Linked DNA regions of Hordeum vulgare: region 1 is linked to region 2. A link is a contact called in public Hi-C data. All regions are on one chromosome and are shown on one strand. The core of a region is the stretch at or near the end of the contact, and the rest is flanking DNA. Distances in the headings are between cores, read along the strand shown. Region 1 holds the start of LOC123443683 (DEAD-box ATP-dependent RNA helicase 15). Region 2 holds the start of LOC123439890.

Region 1 (3,534 bases), core at 211-2,710, 500 kb before region 2:
AGTGAGAAATATTTAACCTTCTGGGCCCACTAATGGAGAGTTTTACCATATCCTCTCCTCCGACTGAAAATGTCAGAAGAAATTATACCTGCACATCAGCAATACAGAGAATTTATGGTCACATTGGGATATACTAAAATATAACATACTAAAAGATGGATGTTCAAATATGCTTATTTGATTTTGTATTAGGAATACTGGATCATGGGGGGAAAAATCTTGTTCTTGGCCCAGTTATACGATTTGCATTTTTCCTTCATCGTGCTAGCACGTTCGGTTCTTAGCATGTTAACTATCCTTAATAGAAAATCTATTATAACAACTGAGTGCATAAGTGCTTTGATGCCCGGGGCATGTATTCAACTCAGCTAACAGAGTAACTCATAAGTAAGCACCGGGGAAGAGTAAAACAAATGAAACAAGTTTTTTTTGTGCGTGTGTCTTGCATTCACTGTTGAATGTATACTAATCTTACTGACCAAAAGGTGAAACTTCAGCAACCAATCTAATCAAGCAAAGCTAAGATGTGTCCATGACAGGGATTACAAGAAACAAATATGACTATACCAAAAGAAACAATTGTATGCTGTGTCTCCTTTTTGACAATGCAGTTTTGGCTGAATCTCTCTATAAGCATTCTTGTCATTATCATTAACCAGTGCGCTGGTCTCAGCTCTGAATCCATAGCAATGAAATTGGATAGCCGTTGGCAGTGCAATTACGACTCTTATCAACTAGTTCTATATGTGCTCAACAAACAAAAAATTGCAATTCAAGAGTCCACAACGTACTATTTATGTAGATCCAATTCTGGTGGCTCTAAAATTTTAAAGAACTTGCCTTCGGAAGGATGCTCAAACCCACAGTCCTGGATCGCACGGAGCAGCTCTGGCTTGAGCAGGAAGTCCCTGAACCCTGAGCTGTGGATTCCCACGTACCCCCTGTCCAAAGACCACAAATCATACCAGGTGAGATAAGATCCCTCAACCACGAGCCCTAGCAAGAAAAGTAAAAAAGTAGAAGCATCGACGGCACGCACTTCTTGACGACGTCAACGGAAGGGTTGGCGGCTGCGCCGTCGACGGCGTTCTCCACCTCCTCATCGTAGTCGACAAGATCCTCCTCGTACACCTCGTTGTCCTTGGCTTCTCCCATCCCGGCTGCGCATAGCGAACAGTGGTTAAGCACCGCGGGACACGAACCCACGCAAATCCAACAAAGTTAGCATCGCAACAGCAGCCACAAAAGCACCAACCTCAGGATCTCAGACAAGGAAGAGAGGAAGAGCCGTGGTATTTCGGGCGAGAGGGCTGCAAAGAGAGAAATCAGAGTTTAAGGCTGCATGCGCAGGGATTAAACGCGTGCTGTATTGGATTCGGGATCTAGGGTTCTTGCCTCTTGGGGCGTACGACCTAGGTACTCTATTAGGGACTGCTGCGACTATGCGGGAGGGGGCACAGAACTTGGGTGTGCTCTGTTTGAGGATTTGTCGCAACAAGACGGGTTGGACCCGTGGGCCGGCCATTCTTAAACGTGTCACGCGTGCCGGCATATCATATACACGCAGATACACATTATACCTCTCTATATAAGCATCGTCGAAAAAAGATTAAACCGATATATCATTTTAAAATTTACGAAGTCATTTTAGATGTTTTGTCGTTGATAAAAATGTCTCCTTGCACTAAAAACGTGTCGCTGAAAATCCTGAAATAAATCTAAAATTAATGCAAGCACGAGGATTTAAACATTGATGGACTTGTAATACCAATATTTCTCTAACCTTTCAACCACAAGTTGGTTTACCGTCAGCATGCACGTTTATAAGAGCATCTTCAATAAATGACCTATATATTTGAAGATGTAAAAAACCCTCATAAACCCACTAAACATCACTAAAAATGTTTTTACACCAAGAAAATACACAACTCCAACAAATTATGTATATTTGATGATGTAAAATTACTATTCAACACATAATGTATTTTTACCTAATAATTAAGCATCTATCGCCGCTTCCATCCGCTCACCGTTGCGGCATTTATGTAAAAAAATCCTTGTACTTTTTGATAATTGAACTCGTAGTCCCATTTTAAGTGGGTGTCTCGGAAAATGTTTCGTATTTGCACAAAACTCTCGTCGTCTGCGAAGCCGCGATCATTTTGTAACAGCCCGAGACCGACGCTTCCGAAGATTTCCGTTTTATTCTGTTGTCGTCGTGTGATCTATTTGGTTGTCGCATTCATCATGCGCATCATCTGCATAGCATTGACACTCTCTTGTCGTTAGTTTTCAAAAACTTGCATCCGTTTGTAGTTGTCGGTTCTCTCCGTTCTCGACCTCAACCATCCTGAGACCAACCACACACGCATGCGCCCACGGCATCATTAAATTATTGTTTTAAAAGCATGTACAAAACTTTCTGAGAATGGGTCGAAAGTTGGCGTGCGGTTCTAATATAGTGTAGATAGACCGCGTGCCAAATTTCATCACATTCACAGGTTGTTTGATACCCGAACATTAAACATATAGCGACACTATAGTCGGTTTAATTCTTGGACGTTTCGGTATTTGGAAAACATTGTCAGATCAAGATCCAAAGGCCCGAAAATGAGCTAAAACCCTAAGCCTAGACTCCCTCCCTATAAATAGACATGCATCCGTGCCTAATTAGGAAAACCTAGCTGCCATAAAATCCGTGTGCACTCTAGGCACCACCACAGCTGCATCTCCTCCTTCCACCTCGCGCTGCCCCCGGGGAACCCATCTGCGGCCAGCCCGAGCTCATATGTGCCCCAGACGAGCCCGCGCGCGCCGACGCCCAGGAGCCCGCCTCCCGCTCGTCTTCTTGCTGTAGCCAGCCGCCGATGCCTCCCCTCCGCACCTTCCTGCCCAGCACCCCCGCTACCGCTTCGCCGGAGCACCGCCAGCGTCGTCTGCCGGAGCATCCTTTCGGACTAGGTCCCGCACCCCCAGCCACATGTCGTCACCTCTAGATGCTGCCAGGAGCCGTCATGGACGCGAGGCCCCGAGCTCGAGCGCTGCCAAGACACCGCTGCCATCATCGCCGCCCCGCTTCAGGAATTGCTGGATCTGGGTCGTCAGGGTCCCGATCTGCCATCATCGTCGTTGTTCCCTGCACCGCCCGTCTCCCCGACGAAGGGCTCCGCCGTCGCTCCTCCCTGCGCTCGGGCACAGGACGAGGGCAACGAGCGCCCGCTCGTCCCGCATCGGTTACCGCATGGGCCGGCCCAGCTAGCCGCTCGTGGCCCGGCCACACCTCACCTCATGGGCCGCATCGCCTTGCGTGGGCCAGTGCCTCGCCGAAAGCCCAACCCGGCCTGCCTCCGCGTCCCAGAGCCCAGCCATGCGCCAGATCTGGTCCAATATGAGTTTTATATTACGTCGCGCGCATGTAATGTTTCAGCCCAGTGCGAAGATTCAGCTTGTTTAGTATTTTTTCATGTGTGGTGATTTTGCTAATAAATGGACATTACATATTTCAGATTTTTGCCATGATATTAATATGCCAAT
Region 2 (3,679 bases), core at 416-2,915:
TTGGTATGCGTCAGACATTTCAGAAGCAACATGCTCATGAGGAGAAAAAAAATCACGGGGAGAACCAGAATCACGTGCACCTCTGACCGGAGGAGGCACATAAACATGATGTACCCTCCCCCAATGGGACTTGTCGAAGCCAAGGGGATTTGCCGCGAGAGCTTCACGGCCGTCCCCAACCTCCTTGCCTGCCGACGAACTCGCCCGCTTGCCAAAGGGTTCCTCCTTGTTGCCGCGCTCGAGCTCCGCCCGAATTTGCTCGACGTCGAGGCTGAGCTCGGCCCTGGCGCCATCGATCCGCGCAAAGATGAGGCCGTCAAGAGCTGCAGTGGTGTCCTTGAGCATCCGACTGACAAATTTTATGATCTCCTCGCCTTGCACCTTAAACTTGCGGTCGACCGACTTCGCGAAATCTGTACATGTAGTCGTGGTGAGGAATCTCCACGATCAAAAGCTTTGAGTACCAGATGCGAGGAACATGCTTAGATCTATAATAGAATTAAGAATCGAAGTAGAACATCCGCCCAACCACCAACACAGCTACACACATGCGTTCTGTCTTGGCCGAAGTCGTCCGCCGTTCGCCACCCAGGTACTAGCTAGGCACTGGCTTATAATGGAAACGATACACCCATCTTAACGGCCCAGTATGGGCTTGCAAGCCGGTCTGTCGGCCCACGAGTCAACTGGTCGCTCTCCTCCTTGTTCTCCCGTTCCTGTGCATCTTTAGCAACAACGGCAGGGTCGCTGACAAGTAGGTAGTACAGGGTCGCTGACAAGTAGGCAATACGTCGGAGGTCTTCGCCGCATCGCCTGAGGGTGTCGCCTTGCCGGACACCGGCCGTTGGCAGCTGCCGCAGCTGTGCGTTAGGCGGCTGGCCGAAACAGGTAAGGCTTTGTTTGGTAGAAGTGGATTGGGGAGGTTTGGGGAGGAGGGGATTTGAGGGGATTTAATAAATCCCTTCATTTCATCCAATCCAGTCAAATCCTTAGGGTTTTGCTTGCACCAGTCCCTCGAGGAGGATCATGAAACACATAGATAGGAAGGGATTGAAGGGGAACGAAGGGGATTCGGCTAATCAAACCTCTTTTACCAAATGGGCGTCCAAGGTTCTGTGAGGTTTCTGGCTCTTTCAAGAATTTTCTTCTCAAAATCTCCTGAATCCCTCCGCGCGAAATCGAGGCCTAAGGATGCAAAATTAAAGTCCATCCACACCGGGGCCGTGATCAGAATCAGAGTGCATTCACGTGGGGGCCGTGATCCACGACCGTCTCGGGGTGCAACGCTGGGAGCAACTGTGCCGAAGGATGCCGCCGCGAAGAGCCTGGCCGAGGGAGCGCCGTGAGGGCCATGGACGACATTGAAAAGACGCCCTGCAGGTAGTGCTTACTTCGTGCAGGAACGAAATCGGAATTGACTATCCTGATTGATGTATTAATTAAGATACAGAATTAGTATTTGCATCTGGTTTCTTCCCAGATCGAAAGACTCGCCTTGTGTGAGCCGTGAATGCCTCGGGCTGATGCGGCCATGCGGGAGGTCGGGGCTGATGCGGCCATGCGTCGGCTGGAGACCTGCGCCGATCACCGCTTCCGTGTTGTTTATGGTCGAGGCCGTCGTGAAATCCCTCCGCTGGAGAGCGTGTTGATAACGTGTTAAATGAAAACGAGATGTAAAAGTGAATATTTAATCTTTATTAATAATGAGTATATCTATATATAGAGTTACAAAGGTATCAAGTAAAAAGATGTGCGTTCGAGAAGGCACCAGGAACCGACGTGGGTTTCCATATGACAACCGTCATCTATTCTTTAAGCATGGATTAATGGAACTAGTATAAATGTACAAATGACCGTGCGTTGCATCGGGCAAAAAAAAGAACACAACATGCTTCATGTGTCATTATGCATTATTTTTTATATCCGGTAGCAAAAGAATATGTTCGTTGCAACTGGGAACGCCTGTGCTTTGTTTTAGAGAAAACACAAAGACTCCTAGTCCGTCACATGCGTCAGCAGATCGGGCAGACCGGAAATCGCAAGCTCCTCCTCGTCCCTTAAAATCGTGAGTTCCTCCTCATCCCTTAGAACGCCTTACCGGTGTATCATCTAGTACCATGCATATAAAATTTTAACCTCAAAAGCGCCAAGGCAAAACATGCAAAATAAGCAATACCACCTGTCCTCGATTTTTTTAATACACCCTCCGTTCGTAAACATAAGACCTTTTAGATATTTCAATATGGACAACATACGAAGGATAACGAGTGAATGTATACTCTAAAATACGTCTATTTACATCTCAGTATGTAGGTCATATTGAAATCTCTAAAACATCTTGTATTTAGGAAAAGAAAAAGAGGTAATATTTGACAAGTACTAACTGCATCAGAAATCATCCTTCTTTTCATGTTATGTTAATCTGATGCCAAATCCTAAATGAATGGTGATCTTGTAAAATATGCTATCAACAAACAACTTGTTACTATGCTTAACCCAAATTACCACAGGATAGATACATGGCAACCTCTAGTTTTGTATTGATTAACATCATCGTCATCTGTACAACAGTGAGTCGTGATATATATTGTGTCATAATAAGGCGTATGTACACCAAGGGGGCCTCTGCTTGCCATCGTGGGACGGCGACAGCATACCCCTCCCTAACCGGGCCGAAGAAGCTATTTCCACACCTTGACTGCGCCGTCTCTGCTGGCCGATATCAACCATTGGCTCGACAAGTTGACGGATGCTAGGGTGAGGATCGCGTCCCGGTGGCAGCCGGCAGAATCGGCAGCGGCCATGTCAAGCTGCGTCTTGTGTGTCAACATGGACGCTGGTGTGGGCGTTTTGCACGATTCCTGCGCACAAAGTAATACTCTGTTAGCGTTAGCATCCGTCAAGAGAGATTCAGAGAGACAACCACGCTCCTTCAAGCACCACCACAAAACTGATGCGATAAATTAATCATGCAGGAATGCACTAGCATCAGGTTGAAGGCTAAAGTGATGGGCCAGTAAATTCATAAGGTTCTTGAGTGCATCAGGTTGAAGGTTAAAGTGATAGACCAGTAAATTCACAAGGTTCTTGAGTTGATACACTACAGTGTAACTTCAGATAAGAAACAGAAACAAAACAGTGATACTGTTTTGGCGGACATACCTGCACAACCTGTACTCCGTAGCTCGACCGTATATCATAACACTCGTCGTTTCCAATACCTTTCGTTGAAGGACCAACAATACAAAAGCTTTGCTCAGGCCTTCAAAATCATCAAACAAAATAATACATTTTAGATTACAAGTGGTGAAGGAGAAAAATATGCAGAAGCAAGAGCCTATAGTAGTAATATTCAACCTGGCCTGGTCCCAGTAGCGTATCTTCAAATCTGTTCCTCCAGTCAGCAGATCTCCCCGTGGCAAAGGAAGCAAGCACCGGATGCCTGGGAGGCGTGGAGGCGGATCGGCCAGTTCCTCAATTCTGGAGTAGGGAGGACAAATCAATCTCGTGCAAGCAAACCTATGATGTAGGCGGTATCGCTGCGGTGGTCTCGTTGAAGCCGCGGAGCACGGAGGGCTCGTCGGCACTGAACGACGCGAACGGGGCTGTCGGCGTCGCTGTCCTCCACCTTGGAGGAGACCCCGCGGAGGAGGGACGGGTCGTAGCCGGAGGTGGTTGT

The links. Hi-C and Micro-C count contacts between places; a contact is called where the count stands out from the background.
Region 1: a contact with region 2 is called in a Hi-C map of leaf, with 5 times the contacts expected there. The contact joins the promoter of LOC123443683 here to the promoter of LOC123439890 in region 2. A contact is called at or near these places in 1 of 6 Hi-C or Micro-C datasets (leaf) and 1 of 1 datasets of contacts at active chromatin or transcription factors (embryo).

The regions. Positions count from the first base shown.
Region 1 is chr3H:296,926,525-296,930,058 of MorexV3_pseudomolecules_assembly, reverse strand. It overlaps LOC123443683 (DEAD-box ATP-dependent RNA helicase 15), which reads right to left and starts at 1,460. Exons shown (of 13, transcript XM_045120182.1): 1 at 1,396-1,460; 2 at 1,256-1,310; 3 at 1,040-1,160; 4 at 841-941. The coding sequence starts at 1,155.
Region 2 is chr3H:296,428,875-296,432,553 of MorexV3_pseudomolecules_assembly, reverse strand. It overlaps LOC123439890, which reads right to left and starts at 1,665. Exons shown (of 2, transcript XM_045116513.1): 1 at 1,495-1,665; 2 at 1-413. The coding sequence starts at 345.